3 separate regions of the Sus scrofa genome follow, and all the other regions are linked to region 1. Evidence: chromatin contacts called from public Hi-C and HiChIP or PLAC-seq data. All regions are on one chromosome and are shown on one strand. Each heading gives the region's core, a stretch centred on a gene start, on an enhancer-like site or on the middle of the called end of the contact. The rest is flanking DNA. Distances are from core to core; before and after follow the strand shown. Region 1 holds the start of SDHAF3 (succinate dehydrogenase assembly factor 3, mitochondrial). Region 2 has its middle 66 kb from the start of ASNS. Region 3 holds the start of C1GALT1 (glycoprotein-N-acetylgalactosamine 3-beta-galactosyltransferase 1).

The links. Hi-C and Micro-C count contacts between places; a contact is called where the count stands out from the background. HiChIP or PLAC-seq counts read pairs in DNA pulled down with a chosen protein or histone mark.
Region 2: a contact with region 1 is called in an H3K27ac HiChIP or PLAC-seq map of alveolar macrophages. The contact joins the enhancer-like site here to the promoter of SDHAF3 in region 1. A contact is called at or near these places in 2 of 5 promoter capture datasets (fetal liver and liver), 6 of 47 Hi-C or Micro-C datasets (embryonic fibroblasts, fetal heart ventricle, liver and 3 more) and 1 of 2 datasets of contacts at active chromatin or transcription factors (alveolar macrophages).
Region 3: a Hi-C map of skeletal muscle shows a contact between it and region 1, with 4 times the contacts expected there. The contact joins the promoter of C1GALT1 here to the promoter of SDHAF3 in region 1. A contact is called at or near these places in 1 of 5 promoter capture datasets (fetal liver) and 1 of 47 Hi-C or Micro-C datasets (skeletal muscle).

Annotation. Positions count from the first base shown.
Region 1 is chr9:76,696,349-76,700,971 of Sscrofa11.1, reverse strand. It overlaps SDHAF3 (succinate dehydrogenase assembly factor 3, mitochondrial), which reads right to left and starts at 1,460. Exons shown (of 2, transcript XM_021063386.1): 1 at 1,219-1,460. The coding sequence starts at 1,392.
Region 2 is chr9:77,267,659-77,272,467 of Sscrofa11.1, reverse strand. No RefSeq gene overlaps it. Among named protein-coding and RNA genes, the nearest start is that of ASNS, 66 kb to the left of the region's middle. Within about 2 kb of position 2,402, at least 4 of the 83 cell types and tissues checked have an H3K27ac peak or open chromatin away from gene starts, as enhancers often do. A contact at or near this core is called in alveolar macrophages and retroperitoneal adipose tissue, where this site is marked.
Region 3 is chr9:77,507,571-77,511,855 of Sscrofa11.1, reverse strand. It overlaps C1GALT1 (glycoprotein-N-acetylgalactosamine 3-beta-galactosyltransferase 1), which reads right to left and starts at 2,514. Exons shown (of 5, transcript XM_021063389.1): 1 at 2,278-2,514. LOC102161092 (a long non-coding RNA gene) reads left to right here and starts at 2,612. Exons shown (of 6, transcript XR_002335827.1): 1 at 2,612-3,025; 2 at 3,642-3,715.

The sequences.
Region 1 (4,623 bases), core at 211-2,710:
AAGAAAGTAAGGCTGGTAAATGATCTGACATTTAATAACGTCGGTACCTGAATTTGAATCCAGTTCTTCTGATTCCAAGACCAAGTTAAACCATATTTAATGAAAGCAGTCTGCATTTTAAAAAATTCAACTTCCCTGGCTCTAGACAGGATTATTACATCCAATACACATGCTTTGCAGGCAAGTTCTAAATTTCATCACCGTCCTAAATGTCTCTCTTGCAAGCATCAATGATTCTACCATCAAAATTCTGTGAGTCAGTGAAAAACTTGTGTTCACCCTAACGTTCACACTTTGTTCACCCTGTGTTCACTCTTTGTAGCTTTTTTTCAAAAAACCGTCTTTAGTAGTCTTCTCTTTAACCATCAACTTTTTAGGCTGAAGAGTTGCTTACCTCGGTTCTTAAATCAACACTGCTTCATGCTTTCAAATACCTGAAACGTCGCCCTATTCGCCAATTCCATTCATTTCTTCTATTTGTACATCATACCTATGGTCAATCCTGAATGGTTCCCAATCCCACTAAACATTCGGAATGAAATACGATAAATATCTTCTGACATCACTAAAAAGGGGGAGGGGGAATCAAAGGGCTAATCCCCAATGCATGTGTCTCTAGATTTACTGCAATAATGCAGAGCAATTACAAAAATGACGTGACTTGAAACCAACTTTCACCTGACTTAACTCTGACTAGCTTTTCCGCCCACCGCTTGTAATCCTCTCACCCCAGTCTTATCTGATTTGTTATCAAAGCCCAACAAAGAGCGCTAAGATTTTAAAAGTAGTATGTATAGAAACAAGCCTCTAAAACACTGAAAACTAGTAATACCATAAATTTATCAAGGCGCTGGAGAAGACAAAAAACTGTTAAACGATAAACTCTATAAGCACTTGACGGCGACTTAATTTTATAAACTTCTCTTAACCCCTCCAGTGCCTGGCAAAGTTAAACTGACTTGGAGACGCTGATATAGCAAGATCTGCTACAGCTAAGAACCTGTGGGAAAAAGAGACCAGTTTGGGGTGTAACTTTGCGAAGTACTGTTTGAACGACTTTGCACTGTTTAATTTAAACGGAACAGCCTGCCGCCGTGTTCGAGCTTAAGGGGGCCCAGGGAAAACCAGCCAAGGACAGGCGTCTCTCCCAGAGACAAACAGGGACACCTCTGAGGAACCCCGAAGGTCTGGGGCGGAAAAAAGGGAGCAGTCACTTGCCTCCCATTCCTGCAAGAAACGCTGGGCCTCTTCAGAACCAACGGTCTTATGTCTCCTAAATTCGTCCTTCACATACTGGTCGCCAAGGGCTTTGAGGTCTGGGGGCAGAGACCGGTGCAGCAGCAAAATACGCCGATACAGAGCCCGAACTCGTGAAACGTGCCGCGCCGGCATAATCCCGCGCGTGGACCACAGACCGCGCCTGCGCAGATTGATGATGTGTGCCCGCCCACTTTACCAGCCGGGTATATTTGCAAATCGTGACGTAGGCGGAAGAAGGCGCGCGACCTTCATCCGATTTGGTCCTTTCTAATATTAGGACCTTCCGGAAACCGGAACTTCAGCTGCTGGGGGGAAATGGGCCGGCCCTTCTCTGGAAGAGGCGTGGCTTTCGTGGAGCGCCTGAGCTGCGATTGCTCAGGTGCTGAGTCAGGGCAGAGAGGCTGCCCACCCGCGGTCAGGCGTCTGCCGCTTGTTGTCTTTCACTCACGCCCCGTCATCTTTTCTATTCATCTTACACCATTCCCTCCTCATAAAGGCCTCAGGAAGCCTTCCATGGTTAGCTTAACCCACTTAAGATATCTTACGTTGTCCCTGCGTTCTTCGAAAGGGACAGAAATGGGAGTCATCTCTTTGTCCACGAGCCCACCACCCACGTACCTTGCTCGGTGTTGTGGTCCTAATTTGTACCCTGAAGCCCTGGTAACTCAAGTGAGACTTGAGGCAGCAGGTCAAGTTGTCTCAGGTCAAGATGGCTGTAGAAGAATCATTAGCATTTTAAATGTATTGTTTCTAAGGCTACCATCCTGGAAATTCTGATTAAGTATTTTGAGATGCAAATGTAGAATCAGGGCATTCACAAATCTCTACCTTTTACAAAGGCACTACTGAGAGTGTGACCAGTCAAAGTGGCAGCAGTTTGGCCTCATTCCCTCTCCCATCACACCTTTGGTCCTTCAGCAAACCCTGATGGCTCCACCAACACAGTGTATGTAGAATTCGACCATTTTTCACTACTCCCTCCACCATGAGTCTCTCCTTACCAGATACTGTAGTCGCTTTTGTCTTCTGCTCTGCCCTAATCAACTCTGATCATTTACCTAAACTGTAAATCAAATCATGTCACTCCTGCCTAGGATTTTCAACAGCCTCTGCTGCTGATGGTGTCCAGCTGCCTTGCTCGTTCCTGTAACTCTGATCACATCTTTTTACATAGCTTTTTATTACTATATTTCTAGCTTTAAAAAAAATCATGTCAATCTTCTGACCAATAAAATCCTTCAGTGGCTTCTCATCAGAGTAGAATCCAAAGTCTCTCCACTTCTTGGCTCTCTAAATTTTCTCCTACTGCTCTCTCCCGAGTTGGTCAACTTCAGCGCACTGGTCTTCAAGCCCCTAATTCATCTTTGAACAGGGCAGTTACACTCCTAAGGGCCTTGGTATTTGCTCTTACGACTGTTTGGAATGTTCTGCCTCATCGATCTTGGCTAACACCTTTATTTCACTCATCACTTTAGGTCTCCTTCTGATGAGACCCTTCTTGACAATGGTATTTGAAATTAGAGTATCATGCTCAGAACTTCCCAAGCTTTATTTTTCTCTATAACATGTACATATTTTACTTATTTGCTTATTGTCTGTCCCCCCAGCCCCCACTAGATTACAAATTCCATGAGGGCCAGAATTTTGTGATTTTAAGGGTGTCAAGTGATGAATGGGCAAGAGTGTGGGAAAATTTATATATGACTCCCTCCCAGGACCCAGATTTTTGTTTGTACAAAGACTGTTTGAAAGACAAAAAGACACACACCCCTCTGGAAGGGCAGGGACTTACTCATTTTAGTATCCTTTTCAGGGCCCACCACAGTGCCTTACAAATAGTAAATATTCTAATATTTACTACCTCGAATGGGCTTTTTCCTTTTCCAAAAATTTTGGAAAAATATTTGTTTAAAGGAATACAGAACATTTTTAAAAAATGGATTTAAGTTGGTATCTTGACAAACCACATTAATGGCAAGGATTGAATGACAGCATGGTTATTTTACTTCAGGAAATTTGTTCTAACCATAGTTCATCTCTTAATATCCCTGTAAATTGAAAATTAATTTCTTGTTCCAGTTTACTTTTTTTTCTGGTTTCCTTTGGGGTTAAAATACATCTATAGTAAATACTTCTTTGAGAGCCAAAGCTCTTATGAAAATGTGGAAAAAAATTCTGCCAATAAATTAATCAAAAATAACAATAAAAGAATTAATTCAGCCTAAAGGGAGCAGAAAAGGTCCACAACGCTTTGGGCAGTCAGTGCTCAAAAATGGCAAATGATGAGTAAGAGAGAAGCCAAGACATAATGTTGTGGTTGGGCCTTGAGAGGAATAAAGAATAACAGAATAATGGTAAATGACCTTTTTTTTTTTTTTTATGGTGGGCTGGACAGTGAGTTATGTTTTTAGGACAAAATTTTCTCTGTTTCCTTGACCTTCCAATTTAGGCTGACCAGTGTTCCTCTTGTGGTCAAAATAGCCATGAACTGAAAATAAGATCTGGGTTCTATTCTTGGCTACTAATCCAGATCAGTACACTTCATGCAGGCCTTTCCTTTATCCTCCACGAATTTGGTTTTCCTCTGTGTTACACAGCAAGTCACTCAGCCACTCTGTGCCTGGATTTTTCTCATGTATCAAATAAACTGGGTTAGGTCATGAGACCCTTTCAATTCTGCTAATCTAAACATGATTTCTCCCTACTTGCCTCCAAAATGTTTTGTAAAAGTAGAAGCAGATATGTACCTACTCTGAAGTTATTGCGTTGAGAAGATTTTTAAGAAGAAAGGAAACTCTTCAAAACTTTATTAGGAACACATCACCTAAGCCTCTGAGGGCACAGAAAATACAACCACCACAATATACCCATACCCATAGGGAAATTCACACAGCAGGCATACTATTCAGTACACTGCTTATGCAGAACAACTCCCACACAAATAAAAATGCAAGAGGCTGCTAAAGAAGTTTTTTTTTTTTTTTTTAACAGGCAGAGAACTATGAGGTCAAAGGAGATGGAGAGAGATCACTGAATAATAAAACTGGAAGGGGAAAGGAAACACCTGCCTAGAACATATTAGATTGTTACTTTGTATTATGCCCTAGTCTTCACATTAATATGTTAAAAATGCTTTGTATCATGCCCTAGTCTTCACATTAATATGTTGAAAATAAGTCTTACTTGCAAATAATGTTAAAGGCTTTTTCTCTTTAACTGGTGAGAAAAGACTGGTGAGTGGAAGAGGGTGGTGGCAAAACATGAGGAAATTGCTTTGCATTATTAGATATGGAAACAACACACCCACAGGTGTGGATTGGAATGGATAGGCTGCTCAGTTTTTAATTTATGGCTACTAAATTC
Region 2 (4,809 bases), core at 1,153-3,652, 570 kb before region 1:
GAGCTATATGGCTGCCAGCCTACACCACAGCCACAGCAACACAGGATCTGAGCCACATCTGTGACCTACACCACAACTCACAGCAACGCCAGATCCTTAACCCACTGAGCGAGGCCAGGGATCAAACCCACATCCACATGGATCCTAGTCAGGTTAGTTAACCGCTGAGCCATGAAGAGAACTCCCCTCACACCTTTTAATAAGATCAAAGTGATGCTAGCTGTGGAGGTGACAATTTCCTACTTGAACCCATCACACTATGGACAGAAGATTTATGCCTAGTGTGAGAGATGTCTGAGGCTTTCTTTTTCAGACCTGAAAGAATAACCAGAGAAAACCAAAAGCAGACAGGAGCTGAACTTTCCAAGCAATCTTCCTCTGTGCTCCTTCTTGGGCTCAAAGGCGACCCACACCTCTCTGCTTAGTGACATAACTGAGCAGAGGAGCGAGGATGGCTTAGATGGAGTCACAAATGGAATGGAGACTGTGAAAATGTATGTGACCCAAGAGAAGCTGGGACTTGCTTACTTTTGAGAGAACAGTACCACTCCAGCATAACAGAGGCACTGGAAAGCGAGACCTGGAGGTGGTGGGGAGAAAGGAGGAGCATGAGGGTGTGAACACAGGGAGTTTTCATTGGCTTAGGAGGTGTCCCCATGGTCACATCTGGAAGGATTGGGCAGTGATGTCAGTGCCTTCCTAAGGGGTAAGAGATGAAAGAGGCAGAGAGGACATGTATATGTGTGTTATTGGTCGGGGTGGGGGAGGATTCATTTGCCCATCCCCCTCTCCTCTATCAGGACTGTTTAGGTTTTAGGACTGGAAATCCTTAGGCAAGATGCCCATCAGAAGAGGGAATAGTTGTGCAATCTTTTTTCCCTCCTTTCTCAGGAACAGGTATTGGAGGCCCATTCTAGCTAAGAAAGACAGCTATACAACCTTGGCCTAGACATGAGAAGTCTAATGGGTTTCTGGGTCTGAAATGCAGAGTTGACCAACATTCCTCTCTGCCTCCATGGCTCCCAAAGTGGCATATGTTGTCCAAGGTAGGATGCAAGGTCACCTATCAGGGTACAAGAAAATAGAATCTCTATTTAAAATTTTTCCCTTTAAAATTTCTATTTCTGTATACCACCTAAAAGTGTAAAGCATATCAGTATATTAATAATTATATCCATATAGCATGCTCAGATTTATTTTTACTGGTGGTGTGGCCATTCAGAAATTGGAAGGCCATAGTCCTAGTAGATAAAGTTCAAACTCCTACAAGAAGTCTTGGTATGACTAGGCTGCACACATGTTTTCATGCTTAAACAATCGTAAACTGTCTATAGTTCCAGCACACATCAAGAAGTGGGGAAAGCAGAAGATAGGACAGTGGGAAAAGCCAAGCAAAGATGAAGTTCTGCTAATGCCCATTCTTAGCTTATACCATGGGGAGAGTGAAAGGCATCACAAAGTTATCCTACTTTTAGGCAGGGGGCCAGGTTTTTGCCTGCCTGTATCAGTCAGCCCTTGGCCATGGATGCCCTCGAAGAAAGGCAAAACCTTTCAGGAGGAAGGCACTTCAGGAGAGGGAACACCTATCAGTTGAGGGCAATTCTCCAGAGAAGGCTGCAGCTGTGAGTTGTTAGTGGCTGGCTTCCACAGCAGCTGGGGAATTTGGGGAGCCAACCTGGTTAAGGTGATGGAGTGAATGAAGCCCCGTTACATTTTGGCACATTGATATCTACACATCTGTAATGACCTTTACAAAAAAGATAATCATATGAGAAAATTGCCATTTTACCCTCCATCAACACACTAACTGTAAACTTGGTTACTTGTAGCCTGGTGGGGTTTTTTTCTTTTTGTATTTTGGTTAGCTAGTCTTTCTAAAGCCTGACTTTTCCCCTAAATGCATTATTCTCTAAGTCTTCCTTCATACCTGGATAATTTCTTTTCACAGTTAAACTAATCTCAGATGCCAATTTCTCTGGAAAGCCTCCCCTGATCCTCCTAAAGCTGAGGAGCTCTCCTACTTAGTTCGTGTAAAACTTCTTATGTCCCTATATCACTATGCTAGGGTGGTGATGTAGGATTATCTCACCTTGTGTCTGAATCGGTCAGAGCTTGGGCAGGAAAACAGAAGCCACTCCATGTTTTCTGGGCCTACAGGGTTTGCGCCAGGAATTAGGGACTTACTTGAGTATAGGAAGAGCTGAGGGTGTAATGAAATCAGGAAATCCACCGCGGAGAAACTGGAGGCTGACACTGAAGATCTGGCCCAAAGTAATAGTGTAGATGGTTCCTGGAAGCTCCACCTGGAAGCTGCTTCGACTTAAGAATCTCAGAGAAACTCTCGTGCTGCCTTAGGGCACAATGGTGACACCAGTGGTCCTTAGAGCTCCCCAGGGAGCTGCTTTGAATCTTTCATCTGCACAGGAGTCTGGCTGCAGCTGCCTATAGAGAACACAGTTTCTCTTCCTCTTCCTGCTTCCCATCTCTGGCAACTTCCTCTTACAAGCAGCTCCACCTCCCCAGGGAAGAGGATTCTAAGAGGAGAGCTTAAAGGGGATGGTGGTGATGCCGAGTTGACAACTGATCATCCAGCTTTGTATCCCATGATATATTGCGTTTCTCTCCAGGCAAATGTATCTTACACCCCTGTATTTTCTTACTGCCTAGTGCAGTTCCTGGAAATTAGGGTACCCAATAAATTTTCATTAAATGATTTAATAAATGAATTCAGAGATGATAATAGCTCCCTGAAACCAGATGATTTTGTCTAAGTTATAAACGATGCTATGAGATATCAATGGTCAAATTCCAGAAGAGCTTTGTATTTGGTAGTGATAATTAGCAATTCAGGTTGACATTTTTCCCAGGCTGACCAGAAATGCCATTTTCCTGAAATCTAAAATCCTAGGCAGGAAGAAGTCTTTGCAATTCAGTGCACCGGAGCTGGTAGGGGGTGTTAGTTCAGAGAGACTTTCTCCACCACATTACCCCTCTGATTTTCTCCAGCTCTTCCTTGCCTGGGATCCAAGTGTGTGTTTAGTAAAATGCCACTAGGTGGCACTCTTGCTTCTTTGTCATAGTAGATCATTGCCTTTCTAGACACAGTGTAATGGAGAAAGAAATATTACAACTTTTTAAAAGCAACGAAACTGTCCCTCAAATTATAACTAAAAAATTGATGTTAGTTGACATAAAATACATACATATTCAAACAAAAACAAAAGCAAACATAAAAATCAAAGAGACTAACATCCTCAATCTATAATGTTTTCATTGTTTCAGAATTATAATACAACTGGCACTAGAATCTTGTTCTTCTAAATGTTCCCAGGGGCTCTTCTCCCCAGTTACCTTGTCCCTGCTTCTCATGCAAAATGGGATGATTCAGAAACTTACCATGTTACTTCCACAGTGGGGGGGGGGAGGGACTTTTTTTTTAAAAAAAAACAGCAGGTGAGTATGCATTTAAATTAGTTCAAATTATGGCTGAGAAACAGCTGATCATGATAATAGAGGCAAAATTGCTACAGTATGTATGAAAATCTTTCCCTTTAAGATCTGAAAATTTCTTCCTAAAGCCTTTCCCTATGATTTTTATATCTTTTTCAAGTATTAAAAAATGCATATTCATTGAATAAAACCAGAAAAAAGGTAAGCAAAGAGATAAAAGAAAAAATATCTCGGCCCCAATAACCAATAAACATTTTAGTGAATGTTTTTGTAGTTCTTAATTGATAATTCATTTATAAATGTTAAAGTTCCCAGGCTAGGGATCAAATCAGAGTCACATCTGCCAGCTGACACCACAGCCACAGCAGTGTGGGATCCGAGTCACTTCTGTGACCTACACCACAGTTCACAGCAACGCCAGATCCTTAACCCCATGAGAAAGTCCAGGGATGGAACTCATGGATAGTACTTGGGTTCATTTCCACTGAGCCATGATGGGAGCTCCTAAATGCATCAACTCTTAGTGAGAACCTTATCAAAAGTTTCTTTATTGGGAAAGAGGATAGCATTATTGCCCTAGGAATCGTTTTGAAATATATTGGAGCATTTTTTATTGTCACATGACTGGGAGATTCTATTTACACTTAGTGGAGGGGGTCCAGGCATGCCAAACATAAGTCAGTGCACAGAATAATGAGGAATTATTCCTCCTGAACGCCAATAGTAGCTGTCATTGAGAAACACAGAGTCAATCCAACTACTTTAAAAAATGCTATTTAAAATGCTTAGTAGGAGTTCCCGTCGTGGCGCAGTGGTTAACGAATCCGACTAGGAACCACGAGGTTGCGGGTTCGCTCCCTGGCCTTGCTCAGTGGGTTAAAGATCCGGCATTGCCGTGAGCTGTGGCGTAGGTTGCAGACGCGGTTCGGATCCTGAGTTGCTGTGGTTCTGGCATAGGCTGGTGGCTACAGCTCCGATTCAACCCCTAGCCTGGGAACCTCCATATGCCGCGGGAGCGGCCCAAGAAATAGCAACAACAACAACAACAAAAGACAAAAAGACAAAAAAAAAATAAATAAATAAAATAAAAAAATAAAATGCTTAGTAAAAAATGCTTGACAACATTATACCAAAACATGTTTTCAGTTAATATACGGTAGTATTTTCTCCACACTGTATTTTCATATGCTAACTTAATGAACTGGAACACAATTCCCTGCTCTAAAAATAGGTAACATAGGCTTGAACTGAATACAGATACCAGACAGATATACAGCATATGACTGGTCATCATTTTGGCTTATCAAGGAAGTTGCATTACTGATTTGCTCAGAAAAGAGTAGCAGAAGAAGCTGAAGT
Region 3 (4,285 bases), core at 1,265-3,764, 810 kb before region 1:
CTTCCCTCTTTCACAGATAACAGCTTCCTTATATTTTTTTCCCTCAAGAGACACTTCTTAAGTTCACACATTATAAATCTTGGCATGTATTTTCCCTTAGGACATTTGAATGAGCTGTAAAGTGACAATTTAAGTACGCATTAGATACACATTTAGATTTTAAGATAAAATGCTAACTTCTCTTTTATGGAACAGTTCTCCATTTTTATTCCCCTCTTCTTTTCAAAGAATGACCTTAATCCACTTTAGTTTGGGTAAAAGAATTTTGTCATATTCTTTTTACCTTGTTATAGGTTGTACACTAGTCTCTTTACTAGAATCTCAACAGATCTTCTAAAAGTAACATAGGTGTACTGGGAAGCTTAATGTTTTAAGTGAATCTGAATTGAATTTCAGCATCAACTTGTCCATTTTCCATTTAATGTTTACAGGTGCTCTGTTACAAGATTCCACTCAATGATTTCTCCTCACAAAGACTCTACTTTAAATTACCACAGTTTATAAAGTGTATAAGTACTATAATGCAATTTTTATCTTGGCACAAATCAAACAGTATACATCTAAATGCCACGCATTTCTATTTCCATCATTAAGTGATCATTAACTGATGTAGTCCTAAATAAGTTTATGATAAAATTCTAATAATTTTGGGATACTGAATTTACTCAAAATTGGAGACTAGTATAATCTATATCCCCCCCAAAATACTTAAAAATACCTATATTTAAATGGGTAGTAATCACAAAACATTTTTAAAATGCTGAATCCTAAGTAAAAAGATACAGAAAAACACAAATTCCAGGCAAACTTAACAGACATTTAACAGTTCTCCACTAGTACAAAAAAACCATATTATTTTCCTGTGAAGAATTTTAAATGAGTCATACTTTCCTCACTAAATCACTGTTTTACTTAACATATGACAAAAAGAGTTAACTGTTTGGTAACTTGAAACTTTACATTCAATTAAACTGTGCATCAATACACACTAAGGCTGATAGAAAACAAAATAATTACTATACATAATACTTCGAACACACAGCATCATGTGCATAAGGCTCATTTGATAATTATCTGATAACATTGTGGAAAGTTGCAAAAAGTTAGACGTCCTAAAAACTCAGATTCCCACTGTCTAAAGTAATATCAGGATTAAGTAACTTGAAATCCTGCACAACACTTTTTCCTGGCACAGAGGTAGAGCTATCTATGTTAAACGCCCAACTTTTAGTAAATGAAGATATTTCTGTCACAACGGCCTAATTACTCACTCTGATGCACTAAAGTTCTAACTTTATAACTAACTTTTAAAAGCACGATGAAATCAATTCACGGTTAGGATTCTAGGTTTCACTCCGAAAGGCTTTAAAAATAACCACAAAGAATTAAGAGAACTAGATTATAAACCTAGTCAACTTCTCCAAAGCGTAAGCTGTTTTGTCATTTAAAAAAATAAAGGGAGAAGGTAAGAGCTGGGGAAGAATAACCACTCCTAAATTTCGCTCTTTTTTGAATATACAATTTATTTTAATTTAGAGTTATAAGGTCCTTTTGTCAGCACCTACTAATCTCAGCACACCTTGTAGGAGAATGGAGAGTGGAAGGAAAAAACTCCTTTGCTCGTCCGTCCTCCACGCATCAAGTACCTAAACACACACCTGCCTGGTTCATTCCGCCAGAGGCAGGGAAATTTAAAAGACCCAGTCAGCCACAGACAAACCTGATGATCCAAGAGAGCCCCGAGGAAGTCCCCCGGCACCTGCGGAAGGCGCCGGCTCGCTGGGCGCTGGGGCGGTGAGGCTGCCCGGCGGCTTTCACGGAAGGTGCCCACACCTGAGTGCCCGCCGGTCCGCGGGGGCGGGGCGGGACCCGCGGGGCAGGACCGCTAAATGGTCCAGCCGCGCGATCCTCCAGCGCAGTCGGCGCCTCACCGTCGCCACCCGACGGCAGGCAGCGCGCGAGGAAACGAGGCGAGCGAGAGGGCAAAAAGGAAGAATCCACGACCCAGAGGAGGCTACTTGTCAACAAAATAGCGGCCCGGAGGGCAGGCGGCCCCAATGGCAGTTCGCAGAGGCGCGGGGAGCAGGAAGTGCCCCGTGCCTCCCTCCGGAGCCCGCACTTGCCCAGCCCCGGCGGCGACTCCGAGACACCTGTTTGGTGGCGCTGGGGGCTGGGTTCACCCTCCACGCTCCCCCCACACGCACACTCCGAGAGGGGGAGGGCGAGGGGAACAGAGACCTTGGACCCGCAGCCTAAGGGCGCCTCCGCCAGCCGTACCTGACATCAGCCTCCTCTCCCTCTCGCCCCTCCTGGGGGGCAGAGAGGGGGACGCCACGAGACCGGCGACCTTCGCTCTTCTCGGCAGCCGCAGAAGTGGCTCGTGGCTGCTAGCTGGGGCCGCCCGCTGCCGCCCAGATTATTCCCCGGCGGCGGCGGCGGCAGCGGCGGCGGCCGAGGCGGGCCCAGCGCTCGCTCCCGCCCGCTCGCTCCGCCCCTCCCCGCAGCGCGTCCAGGCCGCGGCCCGCCGACGGCGCAGCCGCCACCCAGGGGTCTCCGAGCTCTGACGTCGCCGCTGCCGCACCAGCCCCAGGGAAGGGCGGAGCGAGGGGGCAGGGAGAGGCGGGGCTACGGCGACGTGCTGGCGTGGGGATAGGCCACCGAGCGCACGCCCCGCCCTGTGCGAAGGGGTCTGGGAAGTCGGGTTTTCTGCGAGCAATAGTCGCAGCCCTCTATCCGCTCCTTACGGGTGGCCTCAGCCTTCCTCGTTCTGCTATAGGGTCTTGCAGTGGCTTCCGGACCTTTGAAAGAATTAAAGCAGCAGGAACTGAGGCTGCGGATACCTGAGGGACCTTTGTCTGAGGGGCAGGCTCTTACCCTGCAGGAGTCTTAGGGCCTCTAGCCTGCTCTTAACCCTTTCTTTTTACTGCTTTTATCCCTTCTCCCGACTGTCCTTAGTCTGTATCTCTGGCCTTATTAAAAGGAAGTACAACAAGATGAGGTATACAAACGGGTGTTGGATAACCAGGTATGTGAACTAGGAAGGGCTGAAAACCAACTTAGTGATACTACGAAGCCTGCATACATACACACGTGGTCTTTAGTTCCGTCATTACTTCAGTGCTATCAGGCAGTGGCTGGAATTCTTGGGAGCTTTACCAGCAACCCCCGCTCCCCACCCCCCGTCACTTTTTAGTTTGTAAAGGGATTTTGTATCGGAAAACTGTTTTGGGTTTAGAGGGAGGAGCCCTGGAGCGATTGAGGCTGCCCCACAGCAATCAGCAGGTGGGGGTAATGTCTGGGTTTAATTGGTGTTAATCATCATCTACAAGGCCTGGCTTGAGGGTGAGAAAGCAAACTTGCTTCCTTTAATGCCCTTCTCAGTAGTTCTTTACTGCCTAGGGGCTGTGGCCTCAATCTTGAACCCTCCACCTATTAGCTCGGTAAACTTGGCAAGTTACTTAATGTGCTTGGGAGAAATAATAACAACATTTAGTAAGGTATGGTTGTTTTCCCCTCCTTTAATTTGTTCAGATTCAGCTTTAGTGCAGTTTACCGGGATGTGCCACTATAAGATCCCAAAGAATCTTCCAAAAGAATTTTAAAACATCTAGTGATTCTTACCCATACCTCTCATTTTTCAGATGAGAAAGCTGAGGTCAGAAAAATAAACTGAAAAGCCTGATCTAGAAGAGAAGTGCAAGTATCTGACGTCCAGGTTAGTGCTGTTTCTCTGGCTCATGCCTCCAGACTTCTCTCTTATATCCTTACCTCCACCCTCTTTTCTCTTCCTCAACTTGTAATTATCGCCCAGCCTCCCATATTCCCTTCTACAGCCACTATGTAGCAGGAAAAGAGACCCTTCAGAGGTCAGAGTGTTCCAAATGGAAAGCAAAACAAGACAAAATGCCCCAAGGGTCTTATTTCAATTTTAGTGAAATTTATAATGAATACAGAAAATATTTGCAGATAAGCAAAAATAAGAAACTCTTCCAAGGATAAGTTCAGCTATAGCACATCTAAGAAAATTACTGGTAGAAGTCCCCACTGTGGTGCAGTGCATTAAGGATCCACTGTGTTTAGCCACAGCTATGGCATGAGTTGAAACTTGTGTCTTGGATTCAGTCCCTGGGCTGGGAACATCCCTTTGCTACAGGTGCAGTGGAAAAAGAAAATTACTGGCAAGAAGCTATGTTGATACAAATAATACCAGGTCAAATCAGCTCCTTCTACCCTTTTGGATATTTTTGAAAATGGCCATTATTTCCATGAGAACAATGCATACTTA